Regions from separate parts of the Mus musculus genome. Here region 2 is linked to region 1. A link is a contact called in public HiChIP or PLAC-seq data. All regions are on one chromosome and are shown on one strand. Each heading gives the region's core, a stretch centred on a gene start, on an enhancer-like site or on the middle of the called end of the contact. The rest is flanking DNA. Distances are from core to core; before and after follow the strand shown. Region 1 overlaps Sh2b2 (SH2B adaptor protein 2). Region 2 overlaps Cux1 (cut-like homeobox 1).

What was found. HiChIP or PLAC-seq counts read pairs in DNA pulled down with a chosen protein or histone mark.
Region 2: a contact with region 1 is called in an H3K27ac HiChIP or PLAC-seq map of microglia, with 4 times the contacts expected there. The contact joins two enhancer-like sites. A contact is called at or near these places in 1 of 115 datasets of contacts at active chromatin or transcription factors (microglia) and 1 of 9 other capture datasets (adipose tissue).

What each region holds. Positions count from the first base shown.
Region 1 is chr5:136,215,847-136,218,956 of GRCm38.p6, reverse strand. Sh2b2 (SH2B adaptor protein 2) reads left to right here. Exons shown (of 9, transcript NM_018825.4): 9 at 1-808. The coding sequence ends at 127. Among named protein-coding and RNA genes, the nearest start is that of Prkrip1, 18 kb to the right of the region's middle. Within about 2 kb of position 1,451, at least 67 of the 459 cell types and tissues checked have an H3K27ac peak or open chromatin away from gene starts, as enhancers often do. A contact at or near this core is called in microglia, where this site is marked.
Region 2 is chr5:136,494,301-136,497,410 of GRCm38.p6, reverse strand. All of the region lies in intron 1 of Cux1 (cut-like homeobox 1), which reads left to right. Among named protein-coding and RNA genes, the nearest start is that of Cux1, 72 kb to the left of the region's middle. Within about 2 kb of position 1,645, at least 15 of the 459 cell types and tissues checked have an H3K27ac peak or open chromatin away from gene starts, as enhancers often do. A contact at or near this core is called in microglia, where this site is marked.

The DNA of each region.
Region 1 (3,110 bases), core at 202-2,701:
CAGTGCGCACAGCCGCAGCAACAGCACAGAGCACCTGCTGGATGCTGCATCTGGAGCCACTGAGGAGCCCACAGAGGCCACGCTGGGCCGTGCTCGTGCTGTGGAGAATCAGTACTCCTTTTACTAGCTGCCATGCCTTTTACCCACGGGTGTCACGCACATCACAGCAGGCCAAGGACACCTGTTGTCTGTCCTGCCCACCCACAGCCTGGCTAGCCCACGATGGTCAGCAACACCTAATGAATGGCTAAATACACCTACCTATGGTCTAGCATGGCCAAAATAGCTGGCCAGCCTAGCCACTTCAGACCCCAGGGGCCCACTGTGACCATGTGTGGCAGGCCAAGGCTATATCCACAGTCGATCAAACATCATGATAGCCCGCCAATGATTTCAGGCCCCACCCACTGGTGGATGGCCACTCCCATTAGCAGCTATTTTTATAAGGGCCACCGAATCCATAACAGGCAGCTAGCTCACTGACAACTAAACACATTTGGTGACTTCAGGCCCTGGCCACTGATAGTTGGTTACTCCTACAGTGGCATGGCCTACCCACTGGCTGCCTGCTTCACTCAAGGGCAGCAAGCCACGTCTATCAAGCCCATGAAGGCCTACCCACTGATTCCTAGCAACCTCAGGCCCTGCCCACCAGTGTTGGGTCACATACTCCAATAACCTGACCAGGCTGTGGTCTGCCTAGCCTAGGACAGCCTGCCACGCCCACCAGCCCCAGCCCAATGCTGGGGGGAAAAGCCAAGCTCTTCAGTGAAGACAAACATTATTAAAGAGCCTGTTTTAGGGACTACCCCCTGCTCTCCTGTGGTCATTCTACTGTGCTGTCACCACTGGGAAGGAAGTGGTCTCCCTGTGATCTGGAACTGCCACACTGCCACAGGCTTGCTAAGCCAGATCTTACAGGAGGCAGGTGGGATGAAGAGCCCGACTCAGGGAGTCAGCTGTGGGCGGGGCATGGATGGAGGGGCAGACTGAAGGGAACTGGAAAAGAGAGATAATTTGAGGAATGAAACCAGAGTCAGAGATGTGGCTCATTTGGTAAAGAGCTTGTAAGTAGCTTTTAGGACTTCCTGGGTCCATCCCCAGGACCCCATAAACAGGATGTGGTAGTGCGTGCCCGGAATTCCAGCACTTCAAAGGTGGAAGTAGGAGGATCAGGAGTTCCTGGCCATTCTCAGCTAAATGGCAAATCTAAGGCCAGCTTGAGCTACGTGAGGCACCGTCTCAAAAAATGAAGGGCAGGGAGGGGAGATGAGACACTCACAGTAGCCATGATAAATGGTTTGTATGTCGAGTGAGGGCGTGGGGTTGCTGAGATGTTGCGTCCTGGTTAGGACAGTAAGGGTGTCCTCGGGCAAGTCAATGAAGGCCTTCCAGGAGGGACTGGGTTGTCGGGGCAGGAATTCCCCACCTTAGCCTGTTAGGATTGAGCAAGTGGAGACACGGGGTGTCCCAGCTATGACGCAGATGATTGAGAAATGACCTCGAGAGATCCCATGTTTCCCCATAAGCAGAGCCACAGCTGACATCCCCCAGCTTGCTCACCTCTGAGAAAGACTCTTGTCCTGTAGATACAGGCTAATGTCTCCTTCCCAAGTCAGACCCACAGACCTAGGGCTCCCCTGCCCTTGAAGGGCCCGAGCCGGCAGCGTACATCACAGGCCCGGAAAAGCTAGAGACTCCAGAGCGTCAGGCGAGACACCCACAGCTGCTTCCCCATAAGGGGAGCTGAGTACCCTGCGGTGGCTCCAAGAGCCTTGCTGGTTGCAGCTGCCGGGAAAATGACAGAGCACACTGCTAAGCACGCGTAAGGGAGAAATGCAAAGCACAATGCTAAGTCAGCTTTTAGCAGCTCCAGTTGGTTGTGGCTGGGGGCCCACTTTGCTAAGTCAGTTACAGGCCTCCATCTTACCTTGAGAGAAGGGACCTGAGAGTAAATGTTTGGAGCTCTGTCAGCTTTTCAGAATTGAGGCCTAGAATATAAGCGAGTGGAGAGAGAGTGCCTGCCTTAAAGATAGCAGTGAAGGGCTTCAGTGGTAGAGCACCTTCCTAGAGCGCCCCAGTGAGGGAGGGGCTGGGGGCGTGGCTCAGTGGTAGAGCCCCTGCCTAGAATCCCCCAGGGAGGGGCTGGGGGCGTGGCTCAGTGGTAGAGCCCCTGCCTAGAATCCCCCAGTGAGGGGCTGGAGCGTGGCTCAGTGATAGAGCACCTGCCAAGATCCCCTAGTAAGGGGCTGGGGTGTGACTCAATAGAGCATTAGCATGTGCAATGCCCTGGGTTTGAGCCCAAGTGCTGCCAAAAGAAGAGGATGAGGAAGGGGCGTGTCAGATCCCCCCCTTTTCCCTCCAAGACTTGTTTTTATTTAAGTATATGGCTATGTTCATGCCCAGGACCAGAAGATGGCATCAAATCCCCTAGATGCTGTAGTCACTGTTAGTTGTGGGATACCTGCTTGGGTGCCAGGAATTGAACTCAGGAGCTGGAAGCTCTCTTTTCTCCATCTCTGCAGCCCCCTGTGGTGTCCTCAGGCTAAACTGGATCCAAGAGTTAACAAGTGGGAGGCAATAAGGTAACCCCTCCCCTCTCCCAAAGGTCACAGCAGAAAGAGCGCAAGCAATAAAGGACTCTCTCTAATGTAGTGGGACACTGAGGCAAGACAGACCCTCATGCCTGTCACTCACAGGGACCACAGCAGTGGCACAGCTGGCAGGGGCATCTCTTAGGTGTCTTCGTTTGTCCCTCAATGGGCATTTCAGAACCCTGGCTGTGTGCCAGGCAAGGCTCGTGGGACAACTGGGCAGACAGCCAGACCAAGCCATTGCAGCATGGTGGTCAACCATAGAGGGCTGGGCTGAGCCCTGGGACCGTATGTGTTCTGCCTAATGGTCCTGAGGCTGGGGGTGGGGTGCTGCAAGTTCACGGGGCAGCAGGTGGAGAGGGCCCCAAATGCCAGGCCAGAGAGTTTGGTTTGGAAGAGAGTGTGATCAGAGTCTGTGCCAATTACAAATGGAAGGCGATGTCTGGGGATGCAGTTCTGTGGGTGCCTGGCATGCACAAAGCCTTGGGTTCCACCCACAGCACCATGTTAAACTGG
Region 2 (3,110 bases), core at 396-2,895, 280 kb before region 1:
AAAACATTTCTACCAGCCTAGATGAGATCAGGGTTATTCCTCTTGGCAGTGGTGTGATTATTTTGAGATTAAAACACAATGGCTTCCCTCTGCCTGCCTCATTTTCTCTAAGATGACCTACTCACCCGTTCTTGTTTCCTGGAAAAGGGGATCTGTATTGGCTCTGAGCATGGGGAGGAGACAGGGTGGGTTTCCCACAGTCAAAAATTGGGCAACAGACATATTCAGCTCTTTCCTACTTCCATCTGGCCCTCAGTTTCTTGCCCACAAAATGGGCACCAGTATTTGCTGAGATTATAGTCATATACCTCCATTCCCTGTGCTGGGGATTGAACCTAAGCCTTCATCTATGTTCAACAGGCAATGTACCTGGTTCTGTCATGACCCTTAAAACCTGGAAGGTCAGAAAATCAGCACTGTCTAACAGACTTTTCTGGACCAACTGATAGGGCCAAAAGACTTTATGTTACCATTCATCACATATGGCTTGTGATCCTTGACGTGCGGTTAGTGACTAAGAAGCCAAAGTAGCCTTGTGTTATTTCTGAAATAGGGCCCCATATATAGCCCAGGCTGGCATTAAACTCTTTATATAGCTGAGGATGACCTTGAACTTCTAACTTCATCTCCCAAGTGCAGGGATGATGGGCATGTGTCACCATGCTCACTTTGGGTAGTATTGGAGACTTAACTCAGGGCTTTCTGCACACTAGACAATTACTCTACCAAGTAAGCTACATCCCCAGCCCAGAGAAACTGAGATCTTGATTTAATTTTTACCTGTGCAGCTGCTGGGAACTGCAGTTTAGATGCTCCAGCCTGCTTGTCTCCCTTAGTTTCATTCCTTGCGTCCAGTTAATATGCTGTTGGGTCAGTCCTCTGAAGAGCTCTCAGGCCTGTCTCCGTTGTGCAGAAGTTTGGGTCTGTATGTCCATGATGTGTTTTGGCTAGAGCACTGAGCAGGCTGACTTGAGTAAACTCATTTGTGTGTAATCGATTCTCTCCTTCCTCCATGTGGATCCCGGGGATCGAATGCAGGTTCTCAGGCTCTGTGGGTGGCACCCATACTAAATCAGCTATTCCACTGGCCCTCTTATTTTTAAAAAAAAAAAAAAAAAAAAGATCATCAGTCTTTCACTATGTAAGCCAGCCTGGCATCAGACCACTTTTCCTCCTGTTTTAGTCTCCTGAGTGCTGAGAGTACAGCTGTGCACCACCATGCCCAGTTTATGCAGGGCCGAAGAGCCAACTTAGAACTTCAGACATGGCAGGCGGATTCTCTACCAGTTGAGCACATCCCTCCACTGAAGTGCACCATGTGATTTAGGTGGGCAGCATGTCATATCAGTGACCAAGTGAATAAAGGATTGAATTTGTCTCTGAGTGTATTCTGAGTGAACTCTGAAAGGCCCAAGCAGAGGGAGCCTTGGAGGAAGCATCTCCCAGACAGTTAGCAGTAACTGCTTAGAGAACAGAGTAATGGAGGTCTGTGGCTGCTTCTCCCTCAGGTTCATCTCAAGGCCCATGGGAGTGGCAGTGTCCGCAGAACCATGTTTCCTAGGCAGGGCCCTGCTGGGAGGGTGGTGGGTACTATGGTCTGGGGACACAGGAAGCAAAGTACACTGGACTTCTGATTCATAGTGCTTCTGGTGAGGCTCAGGAGGGCTCTGTGGGTAGTTGGGAGGAGAAAGAGGAAGGCGACTCCTGTTTGGAGCCAAGAGGCCGAAGACAGAAGTCAGGCTGCCTTATTTGTGTCCAGAGAACCTAGTGCCTGAGGTAGACTTTTCAGAAACAGTCCAGTACCAGGCAATGCATACTGCCCAGTTGATCTGTAAAGGCATCCCTTCTGTACAGTCTAATGGGCTGACTTCCCCTCCCCGCCTGACACTGGCTGCTCTTAGAACGCCTGCTGTCTGATGTTCAGTATATTTCATTATTCACCTCGGGATGCTGTCTCTCACGTCTTAGTATCTTAGAGTCTAGCAGGTATTGTATGTGGTGCAAGGCTTGTCAGATGCAGCTGCAGTTTATTTTTGCTCTGGGTTGTGATGGGTGTAAAGCAAAACTACAACCCTCCAAATCTTGGGTCTCTTGGTTAAAATTTCTCCATCTTAAGAGATTCACTGAAAGGCTTATACGGCCCAGAACACAGAGTAGGCTAGACTAGCTATTCAGGCTAGCACAAGGAGCAAGTGGCCTCATCACGTTCATAGCGAGAACCAGAGCTCGGTGAATGCATGTGCTACTTGGCTCCCCTTCTCCATTGTCCGGTGCAGGATCCCAGCCAGGGAATAGGGCTGTCCTCCCCGCCACAGTTAATGCAGTCAAGATGTCCCCACAGGCACATCAAGCGACCCATCTCTTGGGCAATTTTAGATTTTGTCAAATTGACAATTAGCACTAATGGTCACAGGCAGCTAACAGTAGCAACTGCTCCCCCCCACAACCTTAAGCATGCAGTACCACTCTTAGCAAGTTTGGGGTTTGTTGCTGCTGTGTAGATGTCTATGGGGCCCAGAACAGCAGGAGTAACAGCCACAACAACTGCTTAGACTATGGTCTGTCTCACTAGACCTTTCCACCCTTCTCTAGAAGGACCTGTAAGACACTGTGCCCACTCTGTGGGTGACATGGCTTGTTGAAGGCCACCAGGTACAAGTGGTTCAGACTGGTTCTAGAGCTGAAGTTCAGTGCCGTTCCTTACAAGCCAGGGTGGTGTTTCTTAAAGGAATTTGGAGTCCACAAATGTGTACCTTGTGTGTGTGTCTGTCTGTGTTCTATGGTATACAAGTGGAGGTCTAGTGGATCTGGTTCTAAGATCTGGTGATCGAGATCAGGTTGTCAGGCTTGCCAGCAAACCACAGAGCCATCCCAACAGCCCACATTATCCTTTCTCATCTCATTTACTCTGGGTTTGCCACAGAACACGGTGTGTCCTTGAGATTAGGTAAACCATGTAAACCCAGCTACTGTGTGCTGTAAGATTATGTGAAGAGTTTTCATGCTTATTGGTTAACCTTAATTTTAAAGGGGGATGAAGATGGCCAACTGTCACATACAAAGATTGCTCTCCAAGGCTTACAACATGGAGGTCCTGTCACCCCCAGGTC